2 separate regions of the Mus musculus genome follow, and region 2 is linked to region 1. Evidence: chromatin contacts called from public Hi-C data. All regions are on one chromosome and are shown on one strand. Each heading gives the region's core, a stretch centred on a gene start, on an enhancer-like site or on the middle of the called end of the contact. The rest is flanking DNA. Distances are from core to core; before and after follow the strand shown. Region 1 overlaps Gm32014 (predicted gene, 32014). Region 2 holds the start of Arhgap42 (Rho GTPase activating protein 42).

Region 1 (7,632 bases), core at 3,748-6,247:
TGTGCTTTGTGTTCTGTGTGTGTGTGTTGATGTGTGTAATATGTGCTCTGTGTGTGTGTGTTTCTATGAGGTATGTGTGCATACTGTGTGTGGTGATGTGTGTGTATGTGTGTGTGTGATCTGCTTTGTGTTGTTTGTGTGTGTACCTGAGATATATCTATGTACTGTGTGTGTGGTATGCGATGTTTGTGTGCATATGTGGTATATGTGTGAAGTGTGTGTGTGTGTGTAGGTGTAGGTGAGATAGGTGTAGGGAGACAGTCAATGGTCTGCAGGTACTGAGAAGACAGTGGAGACACTAGGCATCCATATTCTGCTCAGTCACTTTCACTGTCCTGTTGAGATGCACTCTCTCACTGAACCTAGAGCCAGGTTGTCAGTCTGCAAGCCCCAGCCTCCCTACTGTCTCTGTCTGCACAGTGCTTAGGCTATAGGTGCACACATGGCCACACCTACACTTTTGGACATCTGGGATTTGGACTCAGGTTCTCTTACACAGCAAGCATCTTACTACAGAGACCTGATTTTTTTAACTAATTTATTTTATCACCTAATTGTTGCCATTAAAAAGTTCTTTTGTGTTGCATAAAATTTAGAAATAATATACTGCATATAATTTAGAAATAATAACAACAATTGTCATCTATTAAACATAGGGGCCAGGTAGAGTTCATGCCAGGTCTTCCTTTATCTGCCTTATTTATTCAAATCTCCATGAAAACTCCATCACGTAGATGCTACTTCTTAGGAAGAGATGACAGCACTCAAGCTCAATCCAATCCACAGACTATGAACAAAGCCACACAGAGAGTATTTGGGAGCTTTGGGCTTTAAATGCACAGCAGAGACATGGAGGGAGTGAGGAGTGAGAGTTGGCATGCCAGTACCCCAGGGCTGTGGCTGCCTTTCTTTCTGCAGTAGGATGTGTGCATGTTTAGTGTTGAGGCGGTTCATTTTCAGCTTCAATTTCAGTTCCTACCCTGGCAAGAAAACCAACCCACCCCTCACACACACTTTCACAGCCCTAGGGGAAAACTTGTAGCTTACAGGACCTGTGACATCCCAAAGCCACAGACACACAAGCCCCCAAGAGATGGCTTTACATTACCATACCCAGGACTAAGAAAGGCCATGTACTTATTGTGACTGAATGTAAGCACACAAAACAATGCTGAGACACAAAGAAAAACCTGGCCCTTGTACCCTAAGAGATGCTTTAGGCTGAAGCTGGTTTTGTGTGGATTTCCCTTCACTATTTCAAGAGGTATAACATACACTGTAATGAGAATCTGGAGACCAAGGTTTGCCGCTGACCACAGAACTTGGGGCTTATAACCTGTGATCCAAGCCAGGTTCCGTGGCTCACCCTCAGGAGACAGAGATGAATTAAGGGTGGGAAGCAGACACTGGGAAGGATAAACAAATTTGAGGCCGCATTCCTCATGACCTCATAGGTCCACCTTTGATGTTCTGAAGTGAGACCAAAGTTTAGTTAGTGAGCCAAGTATATGCAGATCTGAACAGTTCTGGTCAAGGTGTGGCCCAGTGCTCCACTGGCTGCTCATTATCTGGTCTAGATACAGACACACACAGAAGAATCTGGTAAATGTGCAGAGTAAATGTTTAATTTTCCTTGACAAAATTTTGACTAATTTTGAACAAAGAATTGTTAAGAATGATTGCACTCCTCCTCATCTGTGTGCCACTTGGCTATAGTGTCCCTTTACCTAGAGCAAGGGACAACCGAATCCAAGAACACATCAAAACAATCATCCATCCTGACCAAGTAGGCTTCATTCCAGGGAGGCAGGGATGGTTTAATATACGGAAATCCATCAATGTAATCCACTATATAAACAAACTCAAAGACAAAAACCACATGATCATCTCGTTAGATGCTGAGAAAGCATTTGACAAAATCCAATACCCATTCATGATAAAAGTCTTGGAAAGATCAAATATTCAAGGCCCATATCTAAACATGTTGAAAGTAATCTACAGCAAACCAGTATCCAACATCAAAGTAAACGGACAGAAGCTGGAAGCAATCCCACTAAAATCAGGGACTAGACAAGGCTGCCCACTTTCTCCCTACCTATTCAACATAGTACTTGAAGTCCTAGACAGAGCAATTAGACAACAAAAGGAGGTCAAGGGGATACAAATTGGAAAGGAAGAAGTCAAAATATCACTATTTGCAGATGACATGATAGTATATATGTGACCCTAAAAATTCCACCAGAGAACTCCTAAACCTGATAAACAGCTTCAGTGAAGTAGCTGGATATAAAATTAGCTCAAATAAATCAATGGCCTCTATCCACACAAAGGATAAATAGGCTGAGAAAGAAATTAGGGAAACAACACCCTTCACATTAGTCACAAATAATATAAAATACCATGGCGTGATTTTAACTAAGGAAGTGAAAGATCTGTATGATAAGAACTTCAAGTCTCTGAAGAAAGAAATTGAAGAAGATCTCAGAAGATGGAAAGACCATGCTCATGGATTGGTGGGATCAATATAGTAAAAACGGCTATCTTGCTGAAAGCAATCTACAGATTCAATGCAATCCCCATCAACATTCCAACTCAATTCTCCAACGAATTAGAAAGGACAATTTGCAAATTCATCTGGAATAACAAAAACCTAGGATAGCAAAAACTCTTCTCAATGATAAAAAAACCTTTGGTGGAATCACCATGCGTAACCTAAAGCTGTACTACAGAGCAATTGTGATAAAAAAAAAAAAAAACAAAAAAAACTGCATGGTACTGGTATAGCGACAGACAGGTAGACCAATGGAATAGAATTGAAGACCCAGAAATGAACCCACACACCTATGGTCACTTTATCTTTGACAAGGAAGCTAAAACCATTTAGGGAAAAAAAGACAGCATTTTCAACAAATGGTGCTGGCTTAACTGGTGGTTATCAAGCAGAAGAATGTGAATTGATCCATTCCTATCTCCTTGTACTAAGGTCAAGTCTAAGTGGATCAAGGAACTCCACATAAAGCCAGAGACATAGAAACTTATAGAGGAGAAAGGGAGGAAAAGCCTTGAAGATATGGGCACAGGGGAAAAGTTCCTGAATAGAACAGCAATGGCTTGTGCTGTAAGTTTGAGGATTTACAAATGGGACCTCATAAAATTGCAAAGCTTCTGTAAGGCAAAAGACACTTTCAATAAGACAAAAAGGCCACTAACAGATTGGGAAAGGATCTTTACCAATCCAAAACCTGATAGGACACTAATATCTAATATATATATATAACGAACTCGAGAAGGTGGACTCCAGAAAATCAAATAACCCCATTAAAAATGGGGCACAGAGCTAAACAAAGAATTCTCAACTGAGGAATACCGAATGGCTGAGAAGCACCTGAAAAAATGTTCAGCATCCTTAATCATCAGGGAAATGCAAATCAAAACAACCCTGAGATTCTACCTCACACCAGTCAGAATGGCTAAGATCAAAAATTCAGGTGACAGCAGATGCTGGTGAAGATGTGGAGAAAGAGGAACACTCCTCCATTGTTGGTGGGATTGCAAGCTTATACAACCACTCTGGAAATCAGTCTGGCAGTTCCTCAGAAAATTGGACATAGTACAGCCAGCAATACCTCTCCTGGGCATATATCCAGAAGATGTTCCAACTGGTAATAATAACATAAGTTCCACTATGTTCATAGCAGCCTTATTTATAATAGCCAGAAGCTGGAAAGAACCCAGATGTCCCTCAACAGAGGGATGGATACAGAAAATGTGGTACATTTACACAATGGAGTACTACTCAGCTTTTAAAAACAATGAATTTATGAAATTCCTAGGGAAATGGATGGATCTGGAGGGCATCATCCTGAGTGAGGTAACCCAATCACAAAGGAAATCGCACAATATGTACTCACTGATAAGTGGATATTAGCCCAGAAACTTAGATTACCTAAGATACAATTTGCAAAACATATGAAACTCAAGAAGAACAAAGACCAAAGTGTGGACACTTCGCCCCTTTTTAGAATTGGGAACAAAACACCTATGGAAGGCGTTACAGAGACAAAGTTTGGAGCTGAGATGAAAGGATGGACTTTCCAGAGACTGCTGCACTGGGTATCCATCTTATAATCAGCCACCAAACACAGACACCATTGCATACACTAGCAAGATTTTGCTGAAAGGACCCAGATGTAGCTCTCTTGTGAGACTATGCCGGGGCCTGGCAAACACAGAAGTGGATGCTCACAGTCAGCTATTGGATGGATCACAGGGCTCCCAATGGAGGAGCTAGAGAAAGTACCCAAGGAGCTAAAGGGATCTGCAACCCTATAGGTGCAACAACATTATGAACTACCCAGTACCCCAGAGCTCGTGTCTCTAGCTGCATATGTAGCAGAAGATGGCCTAGTTGTCCATCATTGGGAAGAGAGGCCCCTTGGTCTTGCTAACTTTATATGCCCCTGTACAGGAGAACACCAGGGCCAAGAAGTGGGAGTGGGAGGGTAGGGGAGCGGCGGGGGCGGGGTGGGGGGTTGTAATAGGGGACTTTTGGGATAGCATTTGAAATGTAAATTAAGAAAATACCTAATAAAAATTGGAAAAAAAAAAGAGTGGCCTTATGCTAAAGCCTTGTCTACTGGATCCTTTTTTTCTCTAAGGTGCTTCACTCTGCTGCATACTATTTTAACCTCATTCTCACAGTGGTCCCCACATGGAGGCTGAGAGTAAAGAAGGTGAACCATTGTTCCTAAAACCAGAACTGAAAGCCCAACTCATTTACGGCAAAGACTAGTACTTTCTGAATGCAAGAATATAATGGCAGAGAAGATAGTGTCTAAATGGGAGAGTGTTGAAGTCATCCGCAGACTCAGGTCAAGTTGCTCCTGTCTATCTGCAGCGAAGTTAGGAAAAGAACAAATTGTCTTTTCAGCTGTGCAGCAAGGACAGGAACAAACAGCATGTGACAAAGTCCATCACAAGAGGGCGCCATTGTCCACATCTGCAGGCTTGTTCCATGCTTCTGATGTCAGCCGCTAAAGGCAGATTTGGGTGAGAGGTTCCCAGACTTCTAAGACCACAAGCTTAGGTTAGCTTTGCAAGAAATTTAGGACATCAATATGAACATTTTCCTGCAGGCAATCAGGCTTTGTTGCAGATCGGGCAGAGTTTTGTTTTTGTTTTTTTTTTTCTCTTGAAAACTCACTAGAAAGTGAGTTACTAGAAAAGTGTTGGCCCTTTTACCACAACCCTCAGCTTCTATGCACATAGAAAACAGGAATGAGACACAGTCAATGCTTGCGTTTCCCCTTTCCTTGAAGTGCCTATAGATGCAGCTTCATCTTCCCAGTGGATGCTTTAGAAAGAGCTGATGAATAAAGTGAACAGGAGCTGGCTTTAAGTAGCTGTTACAGGTGTAAAGGGAAGATATTGATGGCAAGATACTGAAGATCTGCTCGTGGATGTCACTGTCTCCCATCAGTGCAGTGTTTCTGCTCTGCCATCATTAACTTAGAAAAATAACTACTTAGGCTTGGACAACTTCCTGCAGGGGTAAGTTAGGGGGTTGACGCAGGCAGAAGAAAGAGCAGCAGAGATGACCTAATGGCTTTTCCATAACTAGCTTGATTGACTGTAAAGAAGGAACGGCTTGTCCTTTGTAGCATGGGCACCGCAATTCATGACAGCTATAGGCCATGTATCTATTTTTCTGTTTGACAGGGACAAAGAGTTGTTGGTGACTGGTATGAGCCCAGAATGGCTCCTTCACAATGTGATGACCAGGATGGAGGCCTGGTTTTCTTGAGTGAGCTGTAAAGAGGGTCAGGTGTGTGGCTGTTTGCTTGTCTCGGCTAGAGTTAACCGGGCTCTAACTGCAGATGGGAAAATGAAGACCAATGTTTCTAAACACACTGGAGTGAATTTTCTTCAAAGGATAGAAAGAAATGGAAAGCAAAGGAAAATTAATACCTTTCTTACCTGTCTCCATGCCCAGCAAGGCCACCTTCAATTCATTTGCATCTTAGTAATATCCTCTGAGCTCTTATCAAGTGCCCAGCTGTGTGCTAGGCACTGAGGGCTGAGAGGGATATGACATGCTTCCTGCCCCTCCACAGTTAGCTTAAAACAGAAGATAAATGGCTAATTAATGTGCTTGCTAGTTACATATCTATGCATAAGACGGCAGCCCAGAGCATGACTGAGAGTGGGATTTACTTTCTAGCTGATAGATAAGGCAGATTATATATATATATATTATATTATATAGATAAGGCAGATTATAACTGAAGGAGATACACCATAGTGAGGAATGCAAATAGATTTCCAGCAAGAAAGCCCAATTTCTCCCACCTGTGAACTTCTTTGAACAGTATTGACGGGTAAATGAAAGTCTCACATGTCTTGAATCTCCAGTACTAAGAGGCAAGCCTGCCAAGAGCTGTCATATTTTTGTTCTTTAGAGAATATACTCAGCCTCACTGTGATATTAGAGCTTGCAAGTGAAACTTTATTTCATCTCATTGTTATTATTATGTAGACTTGCAAGATTTTCTATGGGTTATAAGATTTACCTTTGGGCACAAAGAATATTCTAGGAAATGTAATCAGCTAGAATGCCCGTGTCTTTGCAGGCCAGGGCTGTCAATGTTTCCCTTGGCAAAGAGGTCATTGAAGAACCCTGGGTACCCAAGCCATAAGGCAAGGTGTGGCAAAGGCAAAGACAGGATTTTTCTGCCATGCTCTAATTCTGAACATGGCTATTCATCTAGTGTTTATTTACTAGGAATATTTTCTTTTTAAAAGTATTTATTTAAATATATATATATATATATATACATCTGCATGTATGTATGTGTATCATGTGTGCTCGTATGACTGGCAGAGGCCAGAAGAGGACATTAGATTTCCCTAGAACTGGAGTTAAAGCAAGTTGTGCACCACCTGGTGGGTACTGGGAACTGTGTCTTTGTTCTCAGCAAGAGCAGCAAGGGTTCTTAACCCTCCAGCCTCTTGAACACTTTCTTAAATTTGTCTCATGTCTGCACAGTTTTATAAACACTTTCCTTTGCTCCCTGTTGCACCCTCACAAACAGTTCTCTTTACATGTGCCCACAAAGGGGACAGAGAAAGAAGGTCGATGGTTTTATGTAGAATGGCCACATGCTTCAGTTTAGGGGAGCATGTAAAGAATGAGCAATATATGTGGAGAAATAAGCCTGGTGTGTCTTGATACACCTATGTTCTTATACAGAGGTCTTGGCCCCAGATCCTTAATAGGAGTAAGTGAATGATAAAAACAGAAATATAACCAGTGAAGCAAAACTACAGTGGTCCAGGAAGAAAGTTAACAGAAACTTTTAAAAATTATGCAGCAACAAATATTCTACACTAAGAGAATGGTTCCCTTTATGATCCCACAGAGCCCTTTGTGGTTGGTTAATCTTATGGAACTGACTTTGGAGTTAGGAAAAGTAAAATTATTGAATTATGTACAACTGTTGTACTGAGTCTCAAGACTGTAAGAAAACCACCAGCGAGAGTAACTCTCCAAAATCCTTGATCTCTGGATTAATGGCATCAACCAAGCACTGAAATGTTTTAAATTTGATTCAGGCTGTTTTCTCTGCCTACGTT
Region 2 (7,632 bases), core at 1,390-3,889, 540 kb after region 1:
AGAGGGAGGGTGTCTAGCAGCAGTGGCCTGGCCTGAAGGATCCTCCATACGGAAGACTGTATTGGTGAGCAACAGGCAGTACTCTACTGTGACCTCAAGGACTGTTTGCTTCCCCATTTGATAGCTGATACTGGGGGGTGTGTGTGTGTGTGTGTGTGTGTGTGTGTGTGTGTGTGTGTTGGCTTGCCTGTGATCATCTGAAGTGTCTTGGGAATTTCTTCTCTCCTTCCACCACAGGTTCCGGAGTGTGAACTCAAGTGGTCAGGCTTGCATGGCATGCATGGTTACCCACCGAGCCAACTCACAAGTTCTGGGAATTCTTTGGTAAGAAATAAAACATTTCTTTCATAATGAAAGAAGTAATAAGTGCGTGTTAGTTACAAGAATGCACTGTCATGCCGGGCGTGGTGGTGCACGCCTTTAGTCCCAGCACTTGGGAGGCAGAGGCAGGCGGATTTCTGAGTTCGAGGCCAGCCTGGTCTACAAAGTGAGTTCCAGGACAGCCAGGGCTACTCAGAGAAACCCTGTCTCAAAAACCCAAAAAAAAAAAAAAAAAAAAAAAAGAATGCACTGTCATCACACAGCATTCTGGAAAGATAACAGGTTTATACATTTAAGGGCATACGGCTGGTTTCATGAGGCAGGGTCTCAATATGTCCAGCCTAGTCAGGGCCAGCCTACAGGCTGCATTTGTCTCAGGGTAGCTGTGGATGCAGAACAGTAGATCTTCAAATAACAATATCAGAAGGTTGGGCATTCCTGTTATTCTCTAGGTCTTGATACACTCACCACTTCCTCTGGTGTGCATGACAGAACAGCTCTAACAGGGCTGAGAAACACATTGCCTTTATAAAGCTAAGCTGAAGAATCCCAGGGAAGTGTGCAACAGCACCAGTGAAAAAACACACGTGTCAGGAAGTATTTCCAACGTGCGAAACACCAAATGCAGAGCACCTGAGATCCCAAGTGTAGTCAGCCTGCCTAGCATAACACACCAGGAATGGTTTAGCCTCTATGAGGAGGCATCCCTGGCGAGGAGGGTTCCCTAGTAACAACTCAAGGAACTGCAAAGAAGCATTGCACATTGTCACAAACCACAGTAAATAATCATTATCATAGTAGTCTCAAATCCCAATTAATTGACAATGGGCATTCCATCTGTGCAATTACAGCAACCCTGAACATGTCCTGGGGACTACCAGATCACCCAGAGGCCTCTCCATCCTGTAAGCGCCCTCATAAGAGGCCAGAGTCCGAAGCACTTCTCTTTTCAGAAGCTGAAGCCTTCCCAATTTTCCATGTAAGACACAAGTGGATTCTGGGAAAGGCAATGGTTAACGTTTAGCGTGTACTAAGTAATCCACTTGGTTCTCAGTATGAGAAAGCTTGAGTTGTAATAATGGAAGGGGAAGTTCTAAAGGAGAAACGAGTAAAGAATATCCTGAAGGGAGAAGTGTGGGAAAGATACTGACATCTACCAGGTCTGACTGAATGTAGACCTGAGCTCTCACCAATGACCAACACTGCACACCACACGATGCAAGCCAAAATTTAATACGAACAGAACACTCACAAGGGCTTTAAAATACACGGGTACCCTATTGGGTCCAAACAGCTTACCAATGGCCAAACTGCAGACGTGTATTTTTAAAAGGTCAAATCAATGACGAGTCATTGTTGTATGAAATTACTTTTCCTAAAGTATTATTAAATTCACTAGCTTCACTTTAACTCTCCAGACTCCCTTGTTTCCACTCTTCCCAGAGAGTTTGGCTTGCTTTGATTTGTTGTTGTTGTTGTTTGGTTTGTTTGTTTTGTTTATGAGACAGGGTCTCACTCTGTTGCCCTGACTGGCGTGGCTCTCTCCACCACCTTAAAACGAAAAATCAAAACAATTTAAAACAACAACAACAAAACCAACCCCCCACCAAAAACAACAACAACAACAACCAGGCACCGAAACTTTAGCAACAACAAACAAAAGTGAAAGTCTCTACCAACTTTTCACTGACAAGTCTCAAAAGTTGACTCTCAAGGGCTGTAGGGGAAACTTTTCCTCCCCAGTGTTGCCTGGGAAGTAAATCCGCACCACTAAGAACAGACTTTGTTGGCCACCAGCAGGGGAGCTCTTCAGCTTTTGTCCCCAATCCATTCAAACAAAAGAAGTTCGGTCTGGGGCTTCCCAACCAGGGTCCCGCACCCCATGGGGTCTTGCACACTTGGGGGCCCGTCACTCACTTCTCAGCGCCCCGATGAGCAGAGAGCCATCCTTCAGCAGCTCTTTGATGAACTTGTTGGTTCTCTCCAGCTCGATCTCGTGACACTGCAATCGCTCCCTAAAATCCGGGCTGTCCAAATACGAATCGCTGAACTCCAGAGTGGGCAGCCCCATGGCCCAGGCGCGGCGGCCGCTAGCTGCGGCGGGTGCGGGGACACTGCGAACGCGGGGGAGCGCTGGGGAGAGCGGAGGACTGGGCCCCGCGCGCCGGGCTCAGTGCAGCTGCCCCGAGGCCGGGCGGAGGCTCCGGGCGCTGTCACCGGCTCGCATCGTCGCTCGCTCGCACCGTGGGGGTGGCGAGGCTACAAGCTGTAGCGCAGAGGAGTCTTCTGACAGCGTCACTCGCTGACCCTGGGGACAGTGGCGCGCGCTTAGCTGGCGGCGCCTCACGGCGACTCGGGCCCGTAGGGAAACCCGCCCCCTGTGCGGAGCGCACGCGGGCCGGCCTGCAGCTCCCGGGCAGACCCTCCTCCACCCTCCCCGCCCCTCGCTGTCCCCGCCCGGTCCCCGCCCGGTCCCTGCGGTGCGCACTTTGCTCCCCGCACCCAGCACTGCTGTGTTGTAGCCTCACCCGATTCCTACCCGTCCCCGTCTGGGCCCACTGAGAGCGCCAGGCCCTGTGCGCCCCAAACCATCTCCAACCCCCAGCGTCCCCCTCAGGAACAGTCTGACTCCCACGTTAACCCCTGCGGGAACTACCACTTCCCAGCCGGTTCAAGTTTCACTTCAGGGTCCTGCCCATAAGTCCAAAATAGAAAGGATGTCCCGCCTGACTCCCAACCCCGCTGCATTGACCCATCAGTGAGGTGTGTTGGGTGTTATCCCTCAGTCTGTAAGAAAGGGGAATTGATTTTATTAACTCATTTCACATGTTATATACCCCTGTTTTAGTGTCTCTAATTGACACCTGGGTGGGTGGACCTACAAGTTCAGAGACTTTCATCGACTTGACCTGATCAAGCATTTCAAAGGAATCATTAATTCCTTTGGTGGTGGTGGTAGGTAATACCTGCATTCAACTGGCTGAAGCAGGAGAATTGCCAAGAGTTCAAGGCCAACATGGACTACACAGAGAAACACTGTCTCTGAGATGAATATATATATATGAATTCCTGCAAAGAGTCAATTAGCAGAGGTTGACCTAATAAATGTGCGTTCTGTTGAAACCCTGACAACAAAATAACCTACTATTTTATGTCATCCTGCACTCACCTGTAGCTTTTTTGAGAACTCCGTTACTTTTCTTAAGGATCTGTTTTTAATTTCTACATTTCCACTGCTTTGTATATTTGAACCATCTGTTTTTAAAAAAGAAAGGAAGGAAGGAAAAAAGAAACTTGTACAAATCATGGGAAAATCCACTGAAGTGCTTTACATTTTTTCCCAATTAAATTTCAGGAACCTTTAGCTGCAATTTTTTTCAGCCATACAATAACATTAAAAGTAGCATGTAAACAGCCAGGAATGGTGGTGCATGCCTTTAATCCCAGCACTCGGAAGGCAGAGGCAGGTGGATTTCTGAGTTCGAGGCCAGCCTGGTCTACAGAGTGAGTTCCAGGACAGCCAGGGCTACCCAGAAAAACCCTGTCTCGAAAAACCAAACAAACAAAACAACAAAACAAAACAAAAAGCAAAAATAGCATGTAAACTTTAAAACAGACAAAACCATGTAAACAGTATGCTTGATGACTTTTTTTAAATTCTCATTTTAAAAGCTTACATCCATATTTTTAGTACGAGTCTGCACACTTTAGAAATGTGTGATGACAGTTCTATACATTTTCTTTTTGTGATATTTATTTCTAGGGATGGGAACACACATCTGAACAGTGGAAGTCAAGGGACACTCGGCTGTAACTGGTTCCTTCCACAAGGGATAAACCAGGGATTGAACTCAGATTCTCTGGCCTAGCAGCAATCACTTTTGTCAGCTGAGCCGTCTTGCCAGCCCTCATCTTAGCTATTTTAATTTCTGAGTGTGGAGCTTGTCTGTCAGTTTCATAGATGCCTCATTTGGAAGTACAAGGGAAGGCAATAATACTGTTCATCAACTATGAAGGGGCTATAGTGAGCTAGTTGTCTTTCAAGTACTGTGATTTAACCATTTGTCACACAAACTGAAGGACAGAAAACCAGCAATGGTTAACAAATGGTATACTCACAACTTTTTTATGTAGCTGCTGTTCTAAGCACCTAAATGTTATGATCCAGTTTGAAACATTATAAAGCAAGAAAATGGCTTCTGTCTCATAACTGCCTTATAACCAATTCTGTGGATTGCTTTGATAAGCAGCTTTTAGTTGTTGGTGAGGTTTCTGCGGGAGTCTTATAGGCAGCTGTAGTCTAGATTCTAATACCTGGGTTATCATTCCCTCAAGCATAGAGGTAATCGTGTTTTAAGCTGACTATCTACACCACTGGGACCCAGGTAACATGATTTATATGAGAAGGCAGAAATATTGGAGCATCCTGCATGACCCTGAGCGCTTCTCAGGAAAGAAAATCCAGAAAATGACCAAGTATATTCGTTGCAACGGGTTGGGTATGCAGGAGCTGGGCAGGGGTGCCTACCGACCCAGGGGCTTCCACTGAAGCCCATCTGAGCAGTGATGTAAGACAGCACTGTGTGTCTACCCTTCACCCAATAGGATCGAACTGCAGTGTATTATTATGAGTGGACACTTTCCTGCACTGCTCTGTTACTGGTGACTCAGTCTGTGATTCATGCTTTAATCATACTTGTTAGTCTAGCCTTCTCCCATGCCACATTAACCCAGCTATCTGAAACATTAGAAATGGCTCAGCTTTTAAACAGATTTACTAAAAGTTTTGAACAATAATAAATGAACCAGATTCCATGCAAATGGCGGTGTTCAAAGGGTAAGCTCTCCAAATCGGCAAGTGTAAAGTCTCATCTGAAATTTCACTGCACCGAAATGGAGCCTTTCCAGAGACTTCCACTTGTGCAGTACGTGGCATTGTTGGCTGCACAGATATTACAGGCTGAACACACCCTCTGGCACTGACCTGGATATTGGCACAGTGAAATGTCTCTGTTTTCTTCATAGAGCAGTGAGGAGTGGAGCTGTGTGCTTGGATTCAAGAGTGATAGGTAGTTGAGGCGTGCAGCAGATGCAGTGCTGTGGGTCTGTCCTAAATCTTTGCCTTGATCCACATAGATGCCTCCAGAAGTGTTTCTGTGAAGGTATTATTTTGCAGTTACTGAGAACAGACATTTCTTTAAGATTAACTTTTATTTCATAACTAGGTATATAAATATATGTGTGTGTGTGTGTTTGCACATGCCATGTGTACATGTATCCTTGTAGACCAAAAGAGGTTGATGAATCTCCTGCAACTCGAGTTGTTCCACCAAACTCTGATCCTCTCCAAGAGCTGTGTGTGTCCTTAACCACTGAGCCATCTCTTTGGCCTCCTGAGAACAAACGTATGCTTGTAAGAAGCAAGTCTCCTAAGACTACAGTGATGCCTGGGGAAAGAAAATGACTAAGCTATGAGCAATTATAGACTCTTTGGCCTACATTGAAGAAAAGAGTATAGAGCATTGTCCCTGTTGACATCTCTAGAGACATCTTCTAAATACTGCCTGGTCTCGAAGGAATTCTGAGAGGAACTTTCACAGCATTCTGCTTCATTCTTATACCAGATTCTATGACTTCCAACATGAAAATGAAAAACAACAACAACAAAAAAAAGCAAACAAACAAAGCCGCAGGTATGACAGCACATGCCTTTAATCCCAGCAGTCTGGAGGCAGTATCAAGCAATCTCTGAAAGTTCAAGGACAGGGTGACATACAGAGACCATGACTCAAAAAAAAAAAAAAAAAAAGGTTAATAGTAACTTTATAAGAGCATGATTCTTTTCTTAAAATCACTCACTGTGGTAAAATATAGGAATGTATGTAAATGTTATCATCTTTATCATGCCCACCTCAGAACCTGGCAACAACTGCTCCATTTTCTGCCCCAGCCTGTGTGACTTCAGAAGCCTGGGCTCCTCGGAAAAGAAAGTGTCTACTTTATCTCACTTACATCAGTCATTGCCACCAGAGGCAAAGAAGATGTGTTTTAAACTCATCTGTACCAGCATTCAGTTTCTTAAATATATTTTTATCACATGCATTTACTTGATTAATATTTATCTGTCTACTTGTTTATTTGGGGAAATGCACTTACCACAGCCCATAGGGAGGTAAGAGGACAATCTTCAGGGCTTAGTTATGCACTTCTACTATTGGGGTTCTGGGAATGGAACTCAGGCCATTAGCCTTCTCAGTAAGTGCCGTTCAGTACTGAGCCACTGTGCAAGCCCCTATACTCAGTTTTAAAGCAATTAAGTCTCTAATATACTCTTCTACCAGCAAGAAAAAAAAAAAAAAAGGATTAGGCCTTGATGTTGCAAGGATTGCTAATGCTGCTTATTTACAGAACTGACAAGATGACAAAGCAGGTAAGAACACATGCTGTTCTTCCAGAGGATTGTAATTTCCAGGAGCCTTGTCAGGTGGGCTCACAACCACAGGTGATTCCTGCTCCAGGGAATGCAAACTGTTCTCTTCTGGCCTCCGTGGGCATATGTGTTCCTGCACGCAGAAGCACATGCATGAGCACACACACACACACACACACACACACACACACACACACACACACACACACACCACACCTAAATAAAATAATTCATTAAAAAGTAAAGTCGTGACATCTGGGCTGGAGAGATGGCTCAGTGGTTAAGAGCACTGACTGCTTGCTCTCCCAGAGGTCCTGAGTTCAATTTTCAGCAACGACATGGTGGCTCACAACCATCTGTAATGGAATCTGATGCCCTCTTCGGCTGGGTCTGAAGACAGAGACAGTATACTCATATAAATAAAATAAATATTTTTAAAAAAAAAAGTTTTGCTCTTATGGTTATTCCCCACAATGTTCTATCCCCAGCATTCATTATCAGACTGGTTGATATATGACATCACCACCTGATTGAATTACAGAATCTTCTGTGGCTATAAAATGTTCTCACATCTTTTCTCTAATACATGCATCTCTCCTCCTGTCTTTGATCACTGTCATAATGAACAAACCCTAAATATAAATATGTATTTTGATGTCATTTGAAAGCTGTTATCTACATAGCTGGTCAGTGAGACCCTGTCTCAAAAGAAAGACTTTTAAATCCGCATTTTTAAAAAGATAATTTTATTTGCATTTAAAGAAAAGGAGTGTCTTTGTACCTCTGTGTGCAAATGTGTGATTCTCAGAGTAGCCATTGCTACATTAGACTTTTCCTTTCTTGCCTTCTCTTTTATAGTGTTGGGAGTTGGACTTAGGACT

The links. A called contact is a pair of places that touch in the nucleus more often than the background predicts.
Region 2: a contact with region 1 is called in a Hi-C map of uterus, with 4 times the contacts expected there. The contact joins the promoter of Arhgap42 here to the enhancer-like site in region 1. A contact is called at or near these places in 2 of 39 promoter capture datasets (cranial neural crest and hippocampal neurons) and 5 of 484 Hi-C or Micro-C datasets (cortical neurons and uterus).

The regions. Positions count from the first base shown.
Region 1 is chr9:8,695,889-8,703,520 of GRCm38.p6, forward strand. All of the region lies in intron 3 of Gm32014 (predicted gene, 32014), which reads right to left. Among named protein-coding and RNA genes, the nearest start is that of Gm32014, 41 kb to the right of the region's middle. Within about 2 kb of position 4,998, at least 3 of the 459 cell types and tissues checked have an H3K27ac peak or open chromatin away from gene starts, as enhancers often do. A contact at or near this core is called in uterus, where this site is marked.
Region 2 is chr9:9,236,388-9,244,019 of GRCm38.p6, forward strand. It overlaps Arhgap42 (Rho GTPase activating protein 42), which reads right to left and starts at 2,640. Exons shown (of 24, transcript NM_001372563.1): 1 at 2,239-2,640. The coding sequence starts at 2,392. It overlaps Gm16833 (predicted gene, 16833), which reads left to right. Exons shown (of 4, transcript NR_045754.1): 1 at 1-64; 2 at 238-324.